Regions from separate parts of the Mus musculus genome. Here region 2 is linked to region 1. Evidence: chromatin contacts called from public HiChIP or PLAC-seq data. All regions are on one chromosome and are shown on one strand. The core of a region is the stretch at or near the end of the contact, and the rest is flanking DNA. Distances in the headings are between cores, read along the strand shown. Region 1 holds the start of Vmn1r-ps103 (vomeronasal 1 receptor, pseudogene 103). Region 2 holds the start of Abt1 (activator of basal transcription 1).

Evidence for each region. HiChIP or PLAC-seq counts read pairs in DNA pulled down with a chosen protein or histone mark.
Region 2: an H3K4me3 HiChIP or PLAC-seq map of the 230-238 cell line shows a contact between it and region 1, with 7 times the contacts expected there. The contact joins the promoter of Abt1 here to the promoter of Vmn1r-ps103 in region 1. A contact is called at or near these places in 2 of 39 promoter capture datasets (embryonic stem cells and hippocampal neurons) and 2 of 115 datasets of contacts at active chromatin or transcription factors (the 230-238 cell line and embryonic stem cells).

Annotation. Positions count from the first base shown.
Region 1 is chr13:22,437,452-22,443,816 of GRCm38.p6, forward strand. Vmn1r-ps103 (vomeronasal 1 receptor, pseudogene 103) reads left to right here and starts at 3,821. Exons shown (of 1, transcript NM_134211.2): 1 at 3,821-4,792. The coding sequence starts at 3,821. The coding sequence ends at 4,792.
Region 2 is chr13:23,419,560-23,426,491 of GRCm38.p6, forward strand. It overlaps Abt1 (activator of basal transcription 1), which reads right to left and starts at 4,307. Exons shown (of 3, transcript NM_013924.3): 1 at 4,027-4,307; 2 at 2,924-3,123; 3 at 1-2,776. The coding sequence starts at 4,273. The coding sequence ends at 2,414. n-TYgta3 (a tRNA gene) reads right to left here and starts at 6,175; the gene lies at 6,087-6,175.

The sequences.
Region 1 (6,365 bases), core at 2,571-5,070:
TCTGTAGACCAGACTGGCCTCAAACTCAGAATCTGTCTGCCTCTGCCTCCCGAGTGCTGGGATTAAAGGCGTGCGCCACCACCGCCTGGCTCAGGTGAGGCTTTTAGTGGTCAGATTAGGCTGCTTTCAGTTGATGTGTTTGACAAATGTGTGCCCAAAAAATCCACAAAGAACAAAGGCTGTTGCTAAGGCAAATGGTTGTTCTCTGAAAAGTGACATCAGCTCCCTGTTGCCAAGGACAACGTGCATAACTCGTTGAACACAGAGACATTGAGGTGGTGCCTATATTGGAGCCTTAACTCCACACTCTAAACTCTTTGGCATAAGAAGATACTCTTGCAGGCTTCAGAAAGAAGAAAAATGGACATCAACCCAGCCAGAAAGCCTTTGACCTACAAACTTTCCTGCCTTAAAAGTATACCAGGGCAAAGATGATACAGAACTTATGGGAATAGCCAATACAATATATAGATTTACTTACTGTCCCACTCCACAAGAATGAACATAATACTGTTTGTGTGACAAAGAACCAGAGACCAATAGCACACAGACCTAGGGTAAAAGCAAACACTACTGACACTACTGTTCTTTTTTTTTTTTTAAAGTATCAGTAAAATGACTCCTAATGATATTATTTTATAACCATACGTCAATGTGTTATTTAGGCATCATCAGAGAGGTTTCCTACAGCAGCAGAGAGAAACAGATGCAGAGACACACTATTACATTAGGCAGATAGAGAGTTTATCTGGGAAGTCTACATCAAATGCCTACCGACAGAGATGAGGGAATCTTTTGGAAGAGGAATCAGAAAGATTGTAAGACCCAGAAAGAATGGAGGACACCAATGGAAGAAGACCCTCTGAATGAATCAACTAAGCAATGTACATATGAGCTCACAGAGACTCAAGCAGCAAGCACAGTGTCTAAATGAGTATAAGGAGGTTCTCTGGAGATGTGGGAAACTCACTACACAGAAACCTGGTTAGTTGTTCATTTTCTCACATCACTTCCTTCCTCTCAAAATAATTAAACCCTAATTAAGCTGGAAATATCTTCTGAGCAAAACAGATGCTGTAACTGTACAAGACAGGGTAGCTGTACTTCAGGGACTAAAGCCCTGCAGTGGCCTTTCTTCCCCCTGACACTGTGACAATATGAACCATGAAGTCTGCAGTATCTGGCAGCAGCCAAGATCCCCACAGATCCAGACAGTACAAATATGACCAGGCAATTGTCACCTTCCCAGAGCTGCTCCAAAGCCTGTCTGCACCAGAGAGGTCCAGGTGAGTACGTGGAGAGATGTTAGATGTTAGATGCCTTCATCTGTGCCTTGGAGAGCTTCATTAAAGTGGTAGTCTCTCTCTGACTAAGCCAGGAAATAGTTGAGAGGCTCTGTGAGCCTTGAGCCCTCCACTCTCTTTCTGACCCTGATAAAGCTGGTTCGTGAGTTCAGAAAGATCGAAGGAGACAAATTCCTGGAGATACAGAAATGGGACAGATATGATGATGACTATTGCTGTGCATCCTCATGAGAGAGTGCTGGGTGGGTCTTTGAGTAATGTTGTTTCCTTGTTTTTTCTTAAAAGAACCAGTAAGATAGAGAAGATTTTCAGATGTCTATTATATATTTGAGAGAGTAATGAAACACTCCATGAACATCAGCACTAGATAGACAGGGGCAAAACAATTGATTTTCAATGGTTTACAGAGTTAGATTGTGTCTCCAAAATAATAAGATAAAAAATTACAAATATAACAAATATAATTATATTACAAATATATAGTTTGCCAGCAGTGTGACTCCAACATAGTCACTGCTGTTTGTAAAGTTTGTACGTTTGACTTCAGATACATTTCCACTTTTCAAGTATTGGCACTTGTTTTCTTTTACAATAGCATTATAATTCCTCAGTTGAAGCTTTTCCTTCTGGATTCATCCTTATAGTCTCTTGATTCTATCACCTAATATTATAAATATTTATCTCAACTTCAGTTATTGTATGCCTGGTGCTTGTGGATAACTATAAACCACAAAGTGTAGCAGTTATCAAGACCATCTTGAGATGTCTTGCTACAAGGTTCCAGGTTATAAACTAGTACATCCTGAAACAGCTCACCTTAACTTTACCCCAGTGATAACTGCCAAAGGGCCACAATCATTTGTGGTTTGTTTGATTGTTTGCTGGCTTGCTTTAAGAAAAATCAGGATGTATCAAAAGATGGCCTAGTTGGCCATCACTGGAAAGAGAGACCCATTTGTCATGCAAACTTTATATGTCCCAGTACAGGGCCAAAAAGTGGGAGTGTGTGGCTAGGAGAGTGGGGGGAGGGTATGGGGGACTTTTGGGATAGCATTGGAAATGTAAATGAGGAAAATACCTAGTAAAAAATATTGAAAAAAAAGAAAAATCAGGATGAATGGATATAATCTATCTCAAGGTCTTCGAGCTTTAACCTATCATGGGAATATCCATCCATCTAAACAGAAGTTTCTTCTCTTTTTTTAAAATTAATTTCCTTTAGCATTCCCAAATAATGGAGGAGAGGAGTCACTTCTCTATCCTGTAATAGTCTATTTCAATAGAAATGAATGACTTATTAGAAGTACCAGCAGGAAGGAAAGCAGGGAACAAAGGCACTCGAAGTCCTCAGAACACAAAAACCTATGGAGCCACTGGAGCATCTTGATTCCTTTCATTCTAGAAATGGTGCCCAAAGCTTACTAAAAATATCTGAGATATGAGAATGGAGTGCCACAACCTGAACAATAACATCCTGCTGAGGTTTAAGTTCTAAAATCAGCTCAGACTGATATAGAACAAAGCAGCCTGCCTAACAAACAGGTTGGAAAGAAACAGGAAGAGTAGCAGGCTGTAAAGCAAACTCTTAATATCTGCTACTCACATGGCAAATGTTGCCATGAACACTTAGATGGGAGAGTCCCTGCTCACAACTGTATACCTCAACCTACTGTGGTCATTCAGCCATATTGAGACCTCATAACTCATAAATCACACTCATCAATTGGCATCAGCTAACACTTCATTAATCTCCTCCCCCATCCCTCTCATCAGTAGGAAGCATCCCAGGGTTCTACCGGGCACTGTCCATGGCTACAACATGGTGGTTACATGAATTTTTCACTCAGGCTTTTAAGAACATCTTCCTGTGATTCAGATTTAACTGTGGGACTTTATCTAGAAAGTTTACACAATTTGACATGACACTAAGGACTACTTTTTAAAAGTATCTAGTAAACATTCATACAGAGCAAAATCAATCAATGATCAATATAAAAAACCTAACATATTGATATAGAAATTGAAGTTATAAACCTTTGAATTCAAATGCCATTCTAGAAATTGTTGGCTTTTCAAGATGCAGATAAGAAAGGAATATTGAACAAAGGAGGAGAGATGTTGCAGGTTTTGACTAGAAGGGTTTCTCAGGATCTGTGTGTGTTGTAAGGAAGGTAGTCAGATTCAGCATGAGTCTCAGGCTTTGGGAATTGGGTGAGAAAATATGTTCAAAAAATTTCAACATATATACAGATGTTGGAATTCAATTCAACAACACACAGAAGTAACAAAGATAATGCATACATTTTACAAATGAATACATACAAACACACGAACACACATGCAAAGAAACTTGAAGAAGTCAATGTTTCTAGAGTAAAGCTCAAAAATAATCTCCTTTAAATCTTAGCTTTGAATACCAGTTAATAATATCGTCTATGAGACCATGCAAAATATCCCACAGACCACAGGATAAAAGAGAAGTTTCAGAGACCTAAGCTGCAATATTACCTGTGTCCATGACTGCTTTTCAAACTCAAGAAAATGCTACTGTGCAAATTTGCTGTTCATACACATATCTAGCATTAAGGAGGCTTTCTTCAGAATGTGTTTGCATCCTGTATACAAGTTTTTCACCTAGGAAGGAAGACATGGTTTTGAAGTACATTGAGGAAATTATTTTCCCCTCCATGACAGTGCTTGGCACTCTGGGGAACATGTCTGTTTCTGTGAATTTTATGCTCAGTTGGTGGGGAAGCCCTGAGAAGAAGCCCATACACCTTATTCTCATCCACTTGGCCTTTACAAACATCATACTCCTTCTTACAAAAGGACTGCCCAAGGCAATAGAAACTTTTGGTATTAGAAATTTTCTAGATGACATAGGCTGCAAGATAATTGTTTACCTGGGGAGAGTGGCCCGGGGCCTCTCCCTCTGCACCAGCAGTCTCCTCACTGTGGTCCAGGCCATCATCATCAGTCCCAGAGCATCTGGGTGGAGGAGGCTCAGGCCAAAGTCTGCACAGCACATCCTTCCATTCTTGCTATTCTTTTGGATACTCAATGGTTTAATAAGTATGAACCTAATACATTCTATCATAAGTACAGGTATGAATATATCACAGCATAAGAATAGTGACAACTATTGCTATTTTATGCAAGAAAGTCAGGAAATAAAATGGATTGTTCTCCCTCTCATGGTCCTGAGAGATGCAGTGTTTCAGGGTGCCATGGGAGGGGCCAGTGGCTACATGGTATTTCTTCTCCACAAGCACCACCAGCAAGTCCTCTACCTTCAGAACTCCAAGCTCCTCTACAGAACTCCTCCGGAGCTGAGAGCTGCTCAAAGTGTCCTCCTTCTGATGCTCTGTTTTGTTTTCTTCTACTGGACAGATTGTGCCCTTTTTTCTAATTTTAAGTCTCTCTTCAAGGGACAATGCATTGATGGTAAATACTCTAGAATTTCTGAGCCTTGGTTATGCAACTTTTAGCCCTTTTGTGTTGATTCACAGGGATGGGCTTCTGGTTGATTTTTGGCATGCCCAGATGGAGAAATTGAGAAAATGTCACTCTCATTTATTTGTCCAATAGGTGTCAGAAGATGTCAGAAGACTGTGGGTAAGATGAAATCCCAAAGCAGCTTGTGCATGTAATTATTTTCAAACACTCTTTCTGGTGACTCACAGCCTTGAACTGAAAGAAAGACCTTAACAAATTACACTGATATAGACATCTCATTCTCTATTTTCCACTCTTGGAAGGATATTTAAAACTTTTCTATGTTTAAACTAAAGATTCTCTGCTTAGTTTCTTAAATTTGATCCATGCAATAAGACAGTAAAATGATTCTCATAATCCAAAGAACACATTCTTAAAAATATTTCTTGATGTAATGATTTAACATGAAATTGATGGATTTTTAAAAGAATGTTTATGTCTTAATTACAAAAATTTCTCAGTCACATCTGACTAGACAGTTTGGTACTTCATGGCTCTACTTTACAGTAGAATGAATAAGTATTAATATTTTGCTTAGCTGCACTTTACACAAAATATTTAAGTAAATAATATGTATTATTTTGTGCTATAGTCAATTAAATAGCATGATTATATATCTTTTTATTTATGTATATGTATATTTGTTAATGTATATCATAGGTATTTGTACAGGTGCACACATAGGTCTGAAGAGAACTTTAGGTCCCAAGGAGCTAGAGCGACCAGTTATCATGAGTCCTATCATGTGGGTGTTGAGGAAACAGAGTTCTCTGCAAGAGGATCATGTCTTTCCACCATCCCTTCAGCTCCTTGTCTTTCTGATGTAAATGAGACTTGTCTGTAGGTTACATCCATTGCTCATGTTATCCTCACAGCTCTTATGTTAAACCTTTTTCTAAGTATCTGAAATAAAGAACCAAACCAATAAAGCATCTTCTAAGTCAATCTTTGTCATTTGACTCAAAAGGATGTGATATAAAAACATGGAGAAGATGTGAAGAAAGATGTGTTTAATCTGAGTGATGGAGTGGTTGTTCAACATTGAGATAGACAGAGGACATGAGAGATGACTCAGAGAGTAAAATCACCTGCTGACACCTAGACAGCCTGATCTATCTCTGAAGAAAAAAAACTGACTCCTACATGCTGTCATCTGACACCCACATGCATGCTCACACACACACACACACACACACACACACACACATACACGAACACCCATGGGAACATACAAAATTAACTTTACATTTCATTTTACAAATTAAAAAAACAGTAGACAGAAGATGTAAAATCATTGATTCAGCGTGAACAAGGATGACCTGGACTCTGAGTGGCACACAGAGTTGATATTTTAAATTTCTCTGTAAATTTAGAGTAGATTGGAAAACAATAAAATAAAATCTTGGTCAGAACATAATTTAAAATTTTAATACATGATAAAATAGTAACAATTCTGAATATGCAGCAGAGAGTGAAGGCCACTTGGTAATGGAATTAAACTGTACCCTTCAGATACCTCCCCAGAGATTTGGCAATTGTATTAAAGTAAACATCACCTCACATTTC
Region 2 (6,932 bases), core at 3,057-5,556, 980 kb after region 1:
AAGTTAGCTCAAAGCTAATTTGAGCAACTTACAGAATGAGTTCAAGGCTAAGTCTCACTTGAGTGAGGCCCTATCACAAAATAAGAAAGTTATAAAGAGCAGTCCCTAGGTCCAGTAATGTGGGACATGCAGAGATATTCCTTCTAAGGTGAAAGATAAGTTATTGCACCTGGCCCCTCCCACTACCAAGAAAAAAGCACATTTAGTGGGTCTATTTGGATTCTGGAGACAGTATATTACTCACTTGGGTGTGTTACTCAGGCCCATATACCAAGTGACGTGTGTGGGGCCTGAAACAGAAGGCCCTTCAACAGGTCCAGGCTACTGTGCAGGCTGCTCTACTCCTGAACCATATGATCAAGCAGACCCGATGGCACTTGAGGTGCTGGTAGCAGATAGAGATGCTGTTTGGAGCCTCTGGCAGGCCCCTGTAGGGAAATCACAGAAAAGACCTTTGGGATATTAAAGCAAAGCTCTACCATCATCTGCAGACAACTATTCTCCCTTTGAAAAACAGCTCTTGGCCTGCTATTGGGCCTTAGTGGAAACTGAACATTTGATAATAGGACACCAGAATCAGGTTGCAAGTTACCAAGCAACCTGAACTTGAACTATCCATCATGAGCTGGGTGCCATCAGACCCTCCAGTCGTAAAGTAGGACATACAAAGCAGCAGTCTATTATCAAATGGAAGTGGTATATATGTGATTGGGCCAGAGCAGGTCTTGAAGGCACAAGCAAGTTACTTGAAGAAGTTGCTCAAATGCCTATGGTTTCTACTCCTATTACAATGCCATCTGCTGCCAAGCATGTGCCTATAGCCTCATGGGGTGTTCCTATGATTGGCTGACTGAAGACTAGGACCTGGATTTCTGATAGCTCTATACGTTATGCAGGCACCACCCAGAAGTGGACAGCTGCAGTATAATCCCTTTCCAGGGCAACCCTGAAAGATACAGGTGAAGGAAAATCTTCACAATGGGCAAAACTTCGGGCAGTACACGTGGTATTAGTTTGTTTGGCAAAAGAAATGGCCAGATGTACAACTGTTTACTGACTCATGGTTTGTAGCCAATGGATTGGCTGGATGGTCAGGGATTTGGAAAGATAACAATTGAAAATTGGTGAGAAAGACATCTGGGGAAGAAGTATGTGGATAGATATTTCCAAGTGGGCAAAGGATGTGAAGATATTTGTGTCCCATTTAAACACTCACCAAAAGGTGACTTCAGCCAAGGAGGAGTTCAATAATCAAGTGGATTAGATGACCCGTTCTGTGGACAGTCAGCCTCTTTCCCCAGCCATCCCTGTCATTGCTCAATGGGCACATGAACAAAGTGGCTATGGTGACGGAGATGGAGGTTATGCTCGGGCTCAACAACAGGGACTTCCACTCACCAAGGCTGACCTGGCTACGGCTGCCGCTGAATGCCAGATCTGCCAATAGCAGAAACTAACACTGAGCCCCAGATTCTTTGAGGTGATCAGCCAGAAACCTGGTGTCAGGTTTACTACATTGGACTACTTCCTCCGTAGAAAGGAGATCTCTGAGTTCAAGGTCATGTGGGACAAAGCAAGTCCCAGATCCAGGAATGGCGGCACACACCTTTAACCTGGGCCACATCTTCTAAGGAGACCTACATAATGACATTGGAAGAAGGAAGACCCTCCTTCACCTGCTTGTCTTGTGGGACTGAGCAACTGCTAGACCCTTGCACTTCCATTCACAGGTGCTCCTGACCACTGTTGGGAGTTAAGACTACAGTCGGTAAACCATCAACAAATTCCATTACTATACAGAGACTACCCATAAGTTCTGTGACTCTACAGAACCCTGACTAACACAGGAGCATTGGGATCATATCTGATAGAGTAACTGAGATTCATGGGTGGAGGAGAATCATGCCTGTGCTAAAGTAACTGAGCGGCATGTATGGCTTCAAAAGAAGTTGAAACTTACTTAATGAAAAACTAAAAAGCATATAAAAATAAATTATTTTTTATTTTCAAATATAAGCCTCAAATTGGACCTCTAATCCAATTCCTGCTAATTCAGCCTTCCACCACAGTGAACAAACACCACAGACCACTACCCTAGTGGAGGGCAAGTCCACTCTTTCAGTCAGAAACTGTTAGCTGTCCACTGAGAAAGAGGCAGGCAATCAGAAATCAAACAAAACACAACAGGCACCTCCAGTGGTCTTCACCCTGGATAGGACGAGTAAGGTTCTCAGGCTGGCACTTACAGGATTTGTTCAAAGTAGGTAAAAGACACCAACAAAAGGCCTTTACCAGACTCTTGGTGTGTGGAATAGAGAAAACATCTGCCTAGATGGTCACACTCTTCAGGAAGCAGATCAGAATGGCGCAGGGCTGGTAGGTATTTCTTCCATCACCAGGAGTCCCTTATTGACTACGGTTTTTCCTTGCTCTCTGCAGGTAGAGGGGCTCCAAAGATCTTGGCAAGGAGCCCTCTGTTGGATCGGGCCTGGTCCTCGACATTAGCCAGCCGTGCTCTTTCCCGCCCTCCTGGCCGTGCAGCTTTCCGGGCCCTAAACTCCTGCTCAGTGGGACGCTGGGTGAATGTCCAGGAGCTATTTGGCCGAGTAGCATCCCCATCAGCTGCAAGGAAGTGTTGTCCCTGTTCTACGTTTCGAAGATAGAAGTCAGTCTCTCTCTTTGCTTGGGCGACCTCTGCTCTCAGGCGTTGCCTTCGTACTTGGCGCTCAAAGGCAAGGTGTTCACTGAGGTGGGACCAAGTAAAACGATGCAAATACTGTGAGAAGGAAAAGAAGAAAAGGTCACGGTAGGGAAGGTCGGGAGAAGAAACTGGGAGCTGCTCAGAGCTAGCAGGAAGGATGGGGTGCCTGGACTAGAGCTGGAGGGGGGAATGAAGATGTGGCAGACAAACTGAGAACCTCACCTTGAGGTTCCACAGGTCATAACGGAAGGGGCTGCGCTTGCGGGCGCCCATGGGCGTGTTATGTAGACTGGCTGCCACTCGCTTGGCTACACGCTTGTCTCGGAACTCCACCCAGCCTTCGGTATAGTCCTTGCTGTACTTAGCTCCCTTCTTTCCTCCTGCGGCCGCGGCTGCCTTCTTCTTGCGTTTCACAAAGTGGTCTGTAGGCCAAACACAATGAACATCCCATCAAGCACCCACTGAGACACACCTCAGTTTAGCCGTAAGCCACACCTGCTGGTTTAGGCGCTACTTTACAGGGATTGATGAAACACGGCTGTCTGTAAGGGGCAGCTCCTCCTTTCCTTAATTCATGCCTCCCTTCAAATGACAACTTCTTGAACATTAGAACAGCACCAAGAACAACACCAGTCCCCACCTCCATTTCCAAGTTGTGCATGTCAAGAGGTGGAAGAGAGCCAGGCATGGTAGTGCACGCCTTTAATCCCAGCACTTGGGAGGCAGCAGCAGGCGGATCTCTGAGTTCGAGGCCAGCCTGGTCTACAGAGTGAGTTCCAGGACAGCCAGAGCTACAAAGAAACCCTGTCTCGAAAAACAAACAAACAAACAAACAAACAAAGGTGAAGAGGCTGAAGGAGGCTAATCATACAGTTTCAGGGACTATTTGAAAATTGAGAGGGCTGGAGAGATGGCTCAGTGGTTAAGAGTACTGACTGCTCTTTCAGAGGTCCTGAGTTCAATTCCCAACAACCACATGGTGGCTCACAACCATCTGTAATGGGATCTGATGCCCTCTTCTGGTGTGTCTGAAGACAGCTACAAAAAGTAGTAAGTAAATAAAATTTTAAGAAATAGAAAGAAGAGAAGATCGTGGGTCTCTTTCAGGCCTTATTAAACCACTCTCTCTATCCACTCACCCTCTCCATTTCCCTTCCCCGCCCCTGCCTGCCACCTAAAGGACGTGAGTACTACACACTTAGCAGCTAGGAAGGGGCCACAGCCTTCCAAGAGCCAGCACCCCACGCCTCATTCGTGTACAGCCAAGAAAATGAGTCGCGCCCGGCTGCCCGCATCGTCACCTCTCCTTTCGACGCAGGGCTTACCCTCGGCCTGGAAGAAAACGCGTCCCACCTCGCCGTAGGCGCTGAGCAGGTTGCGTACGTGAAGGGGCCGGAATCGCGGCGGGACGTGGCCCAGGTACACAATCCCCGGAACTACCTTCTTCTTCTTCTTGCTGCTGCTGCTGCAGGCCGTGTCCTCGGGCTCCTCCTGATCCTCCGCCGCCTCTGCATTCGCCTCTTCCTCCATCGCAGCCTTTTGCTGCTCCACCAACTCTCCCGCTTTCACCATGGCAAGATCTGGGGAGCACGACAGCCGTGAATCTGTCGCCATCTGATGACGCACATCCTGCGAGCCAATCTGCGGTCGGGGCCAAGAAATGACGTAAATCCTGGGTGCGGAGGGGCGGGGCAGAGACAGACTGGGCGGGGCGGGAGGGGCGAGGCCAACAGACTGGACTGAGGAGAAGGGTTGGGAGCCGCAGGACCTGGGTCCCGGTAAAATACTTCCGTCGCGCGCAGCCCTCATCTGAGGCAAGCTCTCACGGAATATTTTTATTTTTTTTACAAATGTGCATGAATGATTTTTGCCTCCATGCATCAAGAGCGTACCCTGGTGCCTCTCGTGGGATTTTTACAGAACAGAGTGTTGAAAGAGTGTGTTGTAGAGACCAAAACAGCATTTTCTTCCAGGTCTGTGGTGCGAATGTGGTTGAAAGGTTAACACACATTTTAAAAAGTTTTATGAAGTTCAACTTGTAAACTTCAGTCTGAGCCTTGAAGTTTTAATTATTTGAAGTTTCAACATATTATTTGAATTTTTATTTTATTATTTGAATTATATGAAGTTTTAACATTTTAAAATTAAAGTTTTTGAAGCAGCTTATAAATTTGCACGCATTCTTTTGGGATTTTAATTGGAGTTGCGGTTTTAAAATTTTAAACGCGCCTTTAGTAATTTTACATTTCACCTTGTGAATACTTAAATCTGTAACTGTTTGAGTAAAAAGCTGAGTACTATTGTGTTCGAATCTGTGCAAGTTGATGAGCGAAAGGTCCGGGTTGCAGGTCTCAGCCTCGGACCAGCCGCCAGGGGGCGCGGTCCGCACATCAGCAGGCCGCCTCGCTTTTGGGACCTACACGCCAGGGCCAACGCAGAGGCGGGCCACAGCAGCTGATGACGCTCGAGCGATGATGCCTCTGCTAGAAATGATGTACTAACCTCCCCTCCTGCTTAACGGACGGACGGAGAGCAGGATGATCCTGAGGACTCAAGTTGTCCCTCGTCAAGGCCCTACATAATATTTTATCCTTCATCATCACGATGACATATAGAAGACAGGGCAACTGTGTCCACAGACTCTGGGCGTTATTTGTAAAGCTGAGGTGCTTCTGAGGACCTAATAACTAAACCTGACTTTGGGGACTTGCATTGAAGAGAACTTGCTGTTGGTTACCTCTGCTCCTTTTATGAAAAGTGAATATGGAGAGAAAAGACCCCTACTTTTAACTTTTAACTGACTACTTCACCAACAATGATGACACTTGAGAGCGTCTTATAGTTACTTCAAAACATTGAGAACTGGGGGAGGGGCACATGTAAAGAAGACACAAGAGTGTGGTGGCTAAGTGGCTTTCTGTACTTTGCACGTGCTTGAAATTATTGTTAATGAAATATTTGTACACATTAAATGCCAAATAAATGCCAAGTAAACTGGAAGTCGGGGCAATCCTGTAATCCTCAGCTCTTGGGAGATGGAGAAGAAAGGAAGTTCCAGACCAACCTGGGCTACAAGAGACCCTTTTAAATTTTAATTTATATATTAAAATTATGTATATATATGAGCATAGAGAGGATCGTGAAGAATCATTGAGTCGTCAATGAGTGAACATGCGAAATAGTCGTGCCAGGTATCTTTTCATCGTTACGCCTTCCCATGATCCAGTCTCGATTTCGTAAAATCTAAGTGCTCCCACCTTAAGTGTACCTGAAGTTTATTTTTACCTCAAATCCTACAACTGCGTGTTTCAAGTGACATTGGTACACTGGAAACCCTTAAAAGCCCTAGGATTCTCAGTATGGTGATATCTTTTCAAAAGATCGTTCCTTCGAGCCGGATTCGAACCAGCGACCTAAGGATCACTATTCTAGTAACTCTACAGTCCTCCGCTCTACCAACTGAGCTATCGAAGGAAGACGCCCAGCTACCCTTTAGGATATGTAAAATAGTTGGCTGACTTATTCTGATTCATTTTGAAATACAAGGAAATGTTTGGTAGGCACTAGGATATTCTAAAACTAAGTTAGCTAGTGATCCCTCAACAGTTGTTTAAGAACAGGTTTGAGTTGAGTGCTTTTAATGTATAAGTGTTTTACATAGATTTCCAAAAACTGCTCCTAAGAATGTTCACGAGCCCTTCCAGGCAGGGCTCACCTCCCTCTGTTGCACTTCCCTGCTGTGCTGTCCAGTCTCAGCACCTCCTTTATTAAAAGTGAGTGAAAATGTCAGTGGTAACATAGACAAACTACCATCCTGAGGCAGAGCTATTGCCCACTTCAAGGAAACTTGTGATTCTCCTTTTTGAACAAGGAAAACCCCGGGGTAAACACAAATGCATGAGACACAAAACTTAAGAGGCCTTTGACAAGTAGGACAGGAGTAGTCCATACTATTTTCCACAATTGTAGTGGAGCAAATAAATGAAACATGTCACACACACACACAAAATCAAGCAAAAATGTTAACTTTTTCATTTTAAGTGTGCTGTCATGCTCGGCCAGCAAATACCTATGGTGCCATTCAGTTTCCTGATCCTAAGACAAAAAAAATGAATCTGTTATGAAAAACAAGAAGCCATCCAGGGATATTTTCATGGAATATGTGAGTTATGAAAAGTTTGAATATTATGAATTATGACATGTATAAAAATGTTTCTTGCAAATGCTAAAA